Regions from separate parts of the Mus musculus genome. Here regions 2 and 3 are each linked to region 1. Evidence: chromatin contacts called from public promoter capture Hi-C data. All regions are on one chromosome and are shown on one strand. Each heading gives the region's core, a stretch centred on a gene start, on an enhancer-like site or on the middle of the called end of the contact. The rest is flanking DNA. Distances are from core to core; before and after follow the strand shown.

Region 1 (3,380 bases), core at 630-3,129:
GCATGTGCCTCCCTCCGCTTCCTGGTTGCTAGAGACCCTCACACACGCATGGCAAAGTCTTTACCTATGGAACTATCTCCCCAGCCCCTACTTGCTTTAAACCACACCAGTCCGCGAATGCAGACTGACCCCAAATGAGAAACTGGGTGAAAAGAAAACTGGTCACATCTCTCCTTATCAATGACCCTGGCTCCAACATGGCTTGGCTTTTTGATATACTCAGGGCGAGTGACATCCAGTGACATCCAGTCTCCAGCATCTGTTAAGTGCGGACAGGGCGGCTTCCTCTCAGATTTATTTACCTAAGACACTGCCAAAGAGGAACTGCCTGCCTACTCATCACCCGGATCCAAGCACGAACTCCGTCCACGTCTTTATGGAGGTGCATATTTTTCACAATGAAATGCCTCAGCTCCAGGAATATATTTTAAGACTTATATTTTCATCTCCCACCACACCCTTGTTTTTCCTGGCAAAGCCCACAAGAGTTTCAAATGGGATGGGGAGCAGAAGGCAGTGTTGGCGGATAGCTAGCTCTCTGCCTTCACAATTCCCTGGCAGGAAAGTGGGTTCGTGACCACAAGCGTTCTGTAGTAACAAACACTGACGGATACCTGGCCTGAAAAAACCTGATTGAAATCTCATCCTTAACTGGTATTCCCTCCGCCTGGCACAACTTCTCCAACAGAAAAACAACAGCAGCAACAACAACAACAAAACTCTCCTAGCTTCTCCTCCCTGCCTCCACCTAAATGGACGTTCAGAACTCTAGCTGCTACCGATTTTGTCCTCCAAAACAAAGTTGAGTCCCTGAGGTACCAAGTCCATACTCTGGTGGCACAAAGGGCTTCAGGGAAACCATCTCTTGGTAAACCACCAGGTTTCTGAATAGTGCAGACTCCTGGGCCTCAAGAGCAAGGTCAGCCGGGAGCAATTCTAAGTAGTTATTTTCTCTTCCCCCAGTGTCTAGAGCCCAGGCTAGATAATCAGGCTTGCTGGAGGCATCTAAACTTACTCTGTGTTTGGGTGGGAACCGGGGCTCACATGTCAAACCCAAACACACTCTCTCCATTGTAGTCTACCAGGGACGTACCCCAGGGCAGCGGTGCCTGGCAGTCCCACCTTCCCCACTGAGGTCCTTATACTTAACACATGCCGGCCACTGAGTGATCAGGAACTATAGACATTTTTCCTGTTTCACATCAGAAAACTGAGGCTGTACGTCGTACACTCATCCAGGCTCGCTGGTTTCCTCTCTACTGTTCCCACTTTGTCTTTAAAGGTCCCTTCTCCGGGAGATTTCTGAACTCCCCCTCGCCGGCCACTCCGCCCTGGGTGGCCCGTCCCGCCGCACCCACCTCGTCGCCGAAGCGCACCAGCTTCTGGCCCGTGGGCCCGCGCAGGCCAGGGAAGCGCGCCGGGTCCCGCACGTCCCCCGCATCGGCGGCGGCCGCCGGGGCGCGAGGCCCCACCAGGCAGCGGTCGATGATTTCGTCCTGCTGCGCGGGCGGCAGCCGCGCCCACTCGGGCCCGTACTTCTCCCGGATCTTCTCCTTGTCCTGCATGATCTTCCTGGCCATGGGGCTCAGCGATGAGAAGTAGGTGAAGCGCTTCCGCTCCCGGTCGTCCAGCGGCCGGTTCCCGCTCATGACGGCCGAACGCGAGGCCGCGATCGCCGCCGCCATCGACGCCATACCCGGCCCGCGCGTCCCGGTCGGAGCGCCGCCTCCCGGTCCGCCCGCGCCCCGCCCCGGGGCTCCGCCTCCGTCTCCTCCCGGAGCGCCGTCCCTACCCCACCCGCTGAGCCCTCCTCCTCCGCCCCTGGCTGAGCACCGCCCCCAGACCTTCCCGGGACACCCTTCGTACGGGCCGCCTACGCCCCATCTGGTACCGGTCGGGACCACTAATCGTCCCTGAGCCCGGTCGGCACTTGAAGCCCCGCCTCCATCTGGAGCCCCGCCCCCACTGGAGCCCCGCCCCCGAGCTCCTCCTGTTATGGCCCTTCAATTTCTCCTCCATAGGACGCTTTCCGGGACCCTAGGGCATCTCTGGGGCTGCTACAGAGTCCCCCATACAAGCGCCGCCGAGATTGGAGATGACCACAGGGGTTAACTCAGGGCGAAGACCGCCATGGCGCCACGTGGCACTGATGACAAAGGAAACTTCCTCCTGCACGTGCCCAACCTGGCTTTCAATCATCCTCTCTCCTTTGCGCTCTCAGGCATTCATTGCTTTTTCAGGTTTGCGCTCTGTTCGCTGGGCGATCCACCACACTGAGCCGGGGGCTAGGCTAGGGCACTGACCCACCAGTTGTCAACCAGGAGGTTGGATTCCCGCCCGTGGAACTTCTTCTAAGCCTGGCATGGAAGCATCAGCGTGGGATACTAGCACTGTTTTGGCCTAGGCGGGAGACTCACGGCAAATTCAAGGCCAACCTGGGTTATATGGTACCATTATCCCCACAGAAAGAAAGACCCCTGCTAAAAGCATGCAGTGTGAGCGAAGTACCCCCTCTCAGAAGAGCTACACACCAAGGCCTCTTCAAACCCTCAAAGCCCTTGCTTTCTGATGCTTGCCACTGTGAGGCAGCAGTACACACACACACACACACACACACACACACACACACACACAGACACACACACACCAGTCTATTAAATCTCAGGACTCTGTCTTTAAAAATCACTCTTTAAAAAAAAATCCTAAGCAGGAATTAAAGAACTCTAGTCAGCAGCAGACGCTGGTCAGCGTAAGGAGCCTGTATTCCATCAGTTTAAGTGAGGGGACAACCCAAAAGCTTAAACTTCCAAAAATGGCCAAGCTAATCCTGGAATCTCAGAAATCATAAGAACTCCGGGAGGTTTGCTGACTACAAACAAACTGAAGAGGATGGAAAGTTCCCACAGGGAAGCAGATGTATCCCCAAAGGGGTCAGGCTTGCTGCTGAGACCACACGATTAAAGTTTAAGACAGGGCTGTGGGATGTTTGTGGCCCCATCCCACTCCCTGATTTTCACAAGACTAACAGGTCTCAGGTAAGCATGGTGTCCTATTCTGAAAAGCAACTAAATACCAACCGTGGCTTAGTTGTCTCTAAAGTAGCCCTTGTCTAACACTAAAGGCAAGTGCAGAAATAACTTGAATTCCCTGATATAAATGGAATGTCACAAATGTGTCAGGCTCTAATAAAATATATCACCACTGTCTTAGTTATGGTTTCCATTGCTACAACAAAACACCATGAGCAAAAAGCAAGTTGTGGAGTAGAGGGTTCATTCAGTTTACACTTCCCAATCGCTGTTCATCACCAAAGGAAGTCAGGATAGGAACTCCCACAGGGCAGGAACTTGGAGGCAGGAGCTGATGCAGAGGCCATGTTG
Region 2 (3,380 bases), core at 250-2,749, 1.2 Mb after region 1:
GGACCATCTGTCGCCTTCTCTTCTTTGAGATCATAACCAGAAGACCGGGTGGCCATACACATGGGCCACTACTGTTCTCTGGAGAGACCTCCACTTAGAAAACTAAGGTCGGGGTAGGTCCAGTGTCAGTCTAATAAACCAGACTGTCCTGAAGAAGACTTCATATGTACTCTCGTTGAGCACCACGGCTGGCACAAACTGGTTCTAATGGCCAGTAAGATAGCTCAGAGAGTAAAGCTGCCTGCCACCAATCCTGATCCAAGGATCCCCCAGAGTGGAACCCCTGCCAAGTTGTCTTCTGATCTCTCTGCATGCTTTCAAGCACACACACACACACACACACACACACACACACACACACACACACACACAGGAGCAAGTATCTTGTTCTACAGCCAAGGAAAGTAAAATGTCAAAGTAAGTCAACTCCTTCCATGGTCCCAGAACTGGGAAAAGCTGGGCCCGGAGTTCAGCTGAGCCAGTCTGTTTCCAGAACCACAGCTCTGAACAGCCTGCCAGTAAAAGAGCCAGGGTCTAGGGGTGCCAAGCCACCAGGCATCTCGAAGGTCAGACTCAGGATCTGTCACCTATGCAAACTCATTGAAGATTTTGTGGAGCAGAACATGACCATGTACTGTTCTAGGGACAAAGTCCTTCACAGACACATCAGAGACGGCTCCTCGCCTCACCGGCAAGTTAACAGCAGGCAGCTTTTTAAGGGTGCCCCATCACGCCTTGCGCTACCTATATGTTTAACTGACCTATGAAGGTCATAGGTAACCATTCAGTAAGCATTCACTATCCCCCATTGTTGGCCATCCCAGAGGAGGAGCTGCCACACTGCTCTGGCATAGGTGTATGACATTTATCCACTCCTGTATATTTTTAATTTTTTTTCAGACTTCTCTACACCATAGTGAAACTGCAGAGTGATTGACAGTGGAATCTACCTTCCTAAAGCAAAACAAGAAGAGAAGAGTAGGAAAAAAGAAAAAACGACTAACAACCGAAATCAGGTCGCCCTGAGAGGGATTCGTACTGCCTTTTTATTGCGACTGCACCTGAGGTGTTATAGCTGGTGTTATAGCTGATATCATCCGAAGTCGTGAGGCTCCATGGTTGGTACCCATAAGCCAGTCTCAACCGTTCAGACAGCAGGGCCTGACTCATCCAGGCAGCCCACATCGATTTTTAATGAGCTCACAATCCCCAAAGTCCTACATACTTCTTTCCGGAGACTCTCCAGTGCCCTGCAGGACTGTTGTCCCAAAACCCCTTGCCTCATTCTTCCGTCCCTACTTCTCAAAGTCACTGATTCCTTCCCATCCTGGGCATCCTCTGTGGCTCCCCCTCCCCTTCTTTCATAACCTTACTTCCTATTTAGTTCTTCCCATCTCCTTCCTTCTCTCCCCCTTCCCTCTCTTCTCCTGTTAATTTTCCTTTCCGCTTCCTGTTTCTCCTCCTTTTCCTTTCCTCCTCCCCCTCCTCCACCCACCCCTAAACTGGGGACTCACCAGGTGCAGAGCCAGTGGCAGCAAGAGCAGGAACAGCCACAGGTAGAGGTGGCAGCTATTGGTGAATTTGCTATGCTCCGGGTCGTGGTACCAGCCCCCTGTGAGAGCGGCCCACACACCCTGCCTGAGCAGCTGCAGCACCTGGGACGCCATGCCCGCAGAGTCCGGCAGAAACCGAGCGTGCCCTGGGGCTCAGCACCCTAAGCTCAGCACCCTGGAGCTCAGTACGTCGGCGCGTGCCGGTGTGCTCCAGGCGCGGTCCCACCCCCGCCGCCACCGCCCAAACCGCGGTAGACGCTGAACAGTACGGACCGGCACAGCGCGGTGCTGGAGCCGGCTGGGGCTGCCAGGCAGGTGCGCGCCATGTCCAAGGGAAGGAGGATTTTCCCATCATGCTCTGCGATGGCTGCTCAAGGATGCTCCGGCGGCTCCGCCCTGCGCCCACACAAGTCTGCGAAGGAGCTCAGTCCCTCCCTCTCCTTGGTGGCTGGAGCTCCACCTGCCTTTTCTCCTGAATCTCCCAAGAGTAAGTTTGCAAGGTGTGAGAACCAAGAATGTTCCCGTGTGAGGACCACAGACAGGAAACTTCTTGGCTTTTGTTTTTGTTTTGTCTCCTGCCCCAAAAGGTTTGTATAATCTGGAGGCCTAGGCTTGCGGTACTCAAAGCGATGTCCTCTGAGCTCCACCTGCGGGGCTTTGATCCCTGTGACCTTGGTTGGCTACAGACTAGAGGCTCTAAAGTTTCATGTGCGACATGGTCTGCTCCCACTGACCTCTTTCCACCCTGACTTTTCTCCTCCACCCCCGATTACCTAATTGGACGCACAGAAATGATAACCGCCGTTCTGAAATAATCGTTGGAGCCTCAGTTAACCACACATTTTTACCTTACATTGTTTTATCTTACTGATAAGGCACGGTCTCACTCTGTAGACTGAATTGGCTTGGAAGGGATTATGTAGCTCGGGCTGGCCTGAAAATTCATGGCAATTCTCTATAGAGTATTGAGATTATGAGCATAAGCAACTACATCCAGCTTTCTTTCTTCTTATATATTTCCTGAACATAATCTGGGATAGCAATCTACCATTTCAACCAGGAGGAGAGGGGGGCGGGGAAGGGCGGGGGAAGAAGGGAGGAGAGAAAAAAAAGAGAAGAACAGATTTTGATTGCGGCGCTAGGTGGCGCTAGATCGCTGCTAGAACAGAGTAAAGCCCATTCTTGATATTGCCAAACCAGCAATGAATCCTAACCCTGATTAATAAGCAGGGATAATCCAATACAGCAGAAAGCTTGTTCACAAAATGAAGGGTCTAATCTTTACTTTAGTTTGTTTGCTCTTCACATGTGTCAGTGTGTGTTCTGTGTACCTTGTGGAGATATTGTTTATTTTTGGTCTTTTTTTCTTTCTTTCTTTTAATTTTCTATATGAGAGTCCCTGAAGCACAGGATAGAAATAATGGAAGGGAGATTTTGAGTTTCAGTTGAATACATTTTGAATAAATAAGAAAATGACTTTAAATATTAAATTAATGTGCCATGATCCCAAACTCTAAATGAGATTTTTAAAACCAAACAAAAGTCAGCTTTAAGTAAATCATAGAACCTTGACTTCTATAGCCATAAAGAACTGATGTACACTGTCTCAAAGAGACAAGAAAAATACAGACAAAGCAGCTAAAGCCAGCTATTCCCAACTCCAGAAATGCAGTAAAGCCCCAGACAAAATGGAAAATCATTTATTTAAAATATATATTAATCAAAGCAACTCTTTGTTGCATGTTTACCAGAGCTGCCTTCTCCATCACAGGCAAGAACCCTGCTCTGGGTTAGGAAAATGTAGAAAGGACCTGTCTTAGTCAGGGT
Region 3 (3,380 bases), core at 434-2,933, 1.1 Mb before region 1:
CTTGGGATTTGTTCACTGAATCGGGCGTCTGAGCCCCCCACCCCCAGCCAGTAATGCATACATCAGAGACAGCATACTCCATCTCTGCTTAAGCTTGTGGGCTTGTTCTTTCTTTCCTCAGAGAAAGAAAGAAAGAAAGAAAGAAAGAAAGAAAGAAAGAAAGAAAGAAAGAAAGACAGACCTCTGCCCTATACAAGGGGGCTGCCTGTATTGACAGCCATGCTAACGGAGGCTCAGGGGCACAGGCAAGTTTCCAACATCGCACAGCTCAAAAAATAACTCTGAGCTCTACAAGCCAAGTCCTTGCTCTCCAAACCATCTACCTTCTGGTACCCACGGAGCTGGTGCTGGGAAGACCCAGGGTCTGGGGACTGTCAATAGCAAGAACGCTGGTCTCCCATAAAAACAAAACAAAGCACAACCAATCCCACTGGCTGGAAAGTGTCTGGCGCTTAGGCAGATAAGGGTTTTCAAGCAGGACACTGCTCCCCGCCTGTAGACATAGGAGCCGCTTGGGGACAGCTCCCACGGGCAACCCTTTGGACTTCAGAAGAAGCCATCGTGTGGCTGGGTTGCAGGCGGAATGGCAAGCTGGCCAAATCCTCAGACACTTGGTGTTTCCTTGGGATGGGATCTTCAGGAAATCCTAGAGGTGTTGGGTATGGCTAAGCAAGTGATGGATTGTTCAGATTACATCCAAGTTCCCACAGCGATGGATCCCTGAAAAGCTTTCTGGAAAGCTGAGACGCAGGGTGGGTGATTTTTAAGAGTTTTCTCTCTATTATCAGCCACCCGCCTGTGGGCACGCTCCAAGGAGGGCAGACCCTGCGGTAAGATGTTAACCTCAAGGGTCTTCAGCTGCTGGGAGAGGCCGAGGAAGGAGCACACCATTCACACCTTCCCTTCCAAATATATGGCAGCTGGGCAGCTCGGAGGCCGCTGCCCTGCAGCACCAAGAGCTCGGGTGCATGCGCCATGACCTCACAAAAACCCCAGCTCAGTCGGGAGCCCCAGACCCCCTTCCGCCTCTTGTCATTCCTCCTGGTATCGCGGCTGGGGCGAACAAAGCCTACGCGTGAACAAGCGGGTAGCATCGCCCCTACGAATCCCCTCTCCAGATCCCTAACTCCGGCCCCTACACGCCCCTCCCCCGCTCCCAGGCTCGGCTGGCAGGGGGCTCAGGACGCAACCCCTGGTCACCTCCTTGGAGGGCAGTCCGCAAGCCTTCCGGAGCCCGGAGCTCGCATATCAGGGAAAGAGACGCAGTCTGTGTTTGCCGAGCCGGATACCCGCACGTTTCCAAGGATCTGGCCCGGCCCCCTCCTCCGCCCCTAGCTCTGAGTCGGACGGGCGGGCTCAGAAGGCATCAGCGGGTCTCCAGGCCCCGGGAGTAGCTGGCTAGTGGGCAGAGGGAGGGGCTGCGGTTTGTTGTTGGGTTCTGGGGGCCGGGGTCGGACTCACCTCCCGGACCAGCGCCCTCGGGAGACTCCATGCGGCCAATGGGGTCCGCGGGGGGTGTGGGCAGCGGCGGCGACAGCCCGGGTGCCCCAACTGCTCTGGTGACTACTGAGTCCGGGCTTCGGGCACAGCGCATCGGGGCAGCAGCTAAGGGGCCGCGGTGGCGGGGAGGAGCCCGCGGGGCGGGGCGCGCAGCTGCTTCTGGCGCCGCTCCCCTCCCCATCTCCAGCAGCCAGCAGCACAGGTGCAGCCCCGCCCTGCTCCTCGCGCGCCCCCTGCCGACCCGGCCAACAACAACCCCCCCCCATCCCACTCCCACCCCCCCACCCCCACCCCCACCCACCCTTCTGCAGGGACGTAGCCCTTTGCGGACCTCCGACTTCAGCTAGCTTCCCTGGCTCCTGCGCACTGAGCTGCGCGCTGGCTGCGGTCCATCTATCCATCACAACCTCGGGCTTTTGTGGGGCGCCAGCGACATGAGGAGCCTGGCAAAAGAGTTAGGAGAGGAGGTGCCACAAGAAGGGCCAAAGCAGCCCCAGAACCCTCAACTGATAAGCCTGGAATTGTGGACCTGATTAATGCTATTGAATCCATATTGAGAGTACAAGTCCGGGAGGAGTGGGGGGTGACCTGGTAAAAAGAAGGCCTTGGATGTATTGATAACCCACAGCTGGAGTCCCATCTCCAAACGCCAGTCCTGCATCAGACCTGCTTGCATGGCACAGTGTGCCATTTAATTTTACGTCGACTTAACACAGCTGAAGTTATCTGAGAGGCGGGAACCCCAATTAAGAAAACGCCTCCATAATGTTCCGCCGTAAGGCATTTTCTTAATTATTGATGTGGGAGGGCCAGGCCACTGTGGGTAGCGCTATTTCTGAGCTGGTAGTCCTGGGTTCTATAAGAAAGCAGGCTAAGGCCAGGCTAAGGCTAGGCCTTGGTACCACAGACCTTTAATTATCCCAGGGCTGAGGCAGAGAGGCAGAGGCAGGCGGCTCTTTGAAAACAGCTTGAGCAAGTCGTGAGGAGGAAGCCAGTAAGCAGCTCCTCCTCGGCCTGGGCGGCAGTTCTTGCCTCCAGCCTCCTGGCCTGCTTTCCCTTCTGGCCCTGACTGCTTTTGTCGACGAACAACGGTGTGGAAGTGTAAGCCGAGTATGTATTTCTCCCCAAGTTGTTTCGGTCGTGGTGTTTCCTCACAGAAATTGTAACCCTAACTAAGATACACAGTATCTCTTTACTCCTAGAGATCTAAAGATGCCCGGCACAGAGACCGACAGACAGCAACTTTCTCCAGGTTGCACAATTCAGGGTTAGAAGTCAGAAGGCCCAATCTAAAATCCATTTACACTTTTACAAAAAAACAAAAACAAAACAACAAAGGAAATTATCAGAGAAGATGAGTTATTCATAACTGAACAGGCTGAGGGGAATTTGAGTGGATGAAATAAGTTGGTACTGCCTTGGGCAGAATGGATGGCTAGGACAGTAGCCAAAAAGCTTCATTGAATCAAGTAGGGTCTGAGTCAAAGCTCTGGCTTTCTGCCCAGCTCTAGTGGACACAAGGTAGCCTGTGGCCTTTAAGCTTGAAGGCCGATTTCAGAAAGTTAAATAGTTCTTAGTTTACAAAACAAGGGAACATCCCCACCAGCTGGCTAAAGCCCTCTGAAACCCCACCAGGCCTGGCTGAGTCAGTGCTCGGTCCTTGGTCATTCCTTTCCTCCCTGGGACAAAACCAGGGTTATAAGGTTAGCTTAGGGGGAGGGGGAGGGCTGGAGAGATGGCTCAGCGGTTAAGAGCACTAAGTTCAAATCCCAGCAACCACATGGTGGCTCACAACCATCCCTAATGAGATCTGATGCCTTCTTCTGGGGTGTCTGAAGACAGCTACAGTGTACTTAAAATAAATAAATCTTAAAAAAAAA

What was found. Promoter capture Hi-C pulls out the DNA fragments that hold promoters and counts their contacts.
Region 2: a contact with region 1 is called in a promoter capture Hi-C map of hippocampal neurons, with 4 times the contacts expected there. The contact joins the promoter of A730098A19Rik here to the promoter of 2310022B05Rik in region 1. A contact is called at or near these places in 2 of 39 promoter capture datasets (hippocampal neurons and liver).
Region 3: a contact with region 1 is called in a promoter capture Hi-C map of liver, with 3 times the contacts expected there. The contact joins the promoter of Dbndd1 here to the promoter of 2310022B05Rik in region 1. A contact is called at or near these places in 2 of 39 promoter capture datasets (frontonasal cranial neural crest and liver).

Annotation. Positions count from the first base shown.
Region 1 is chr8:124,661,490-124,664,869 of GRCm38.p6, forward strand. 2310022B05Rik (RIKEN cDNA 2310022B05 gene) reads right to left here and starts at 1,880. Exons shown (of 4, transcript NM_175149.4): 1 at 1,359-1,880. The coding sequence starts at 1,694.
Region 2 is chr8:125,896,415-125,899,794 of GRCm38.p6, forward strand. A730098A19Rik (RIKEN cDNA A730098A19 gene) reads left to right here and starts at 1,500. Exons shown (of 2, transcript NR_155422.1): 1 at 1,500-2,040. Pcnx2 (pecanex homolog 2) reads right to left here and starts at 1,903. Exons shown (of 34, transcript NM_175561.4): 1 at 1,515-1,903. The coding sequence starts at 1,667.
Region 3 is chr8:123,513,772-123,517,151 of GRCm38.p6, forward strand. It overlaps Dbndd1 (dysbindin (dystrobrevin binding protein 1) domain containing 1), which reads right to left and starts at 1,684. Exons shown (of 4, transcript NM_028146.4): 1 at 1,462-1,684. The coding sequence starts at 1,594.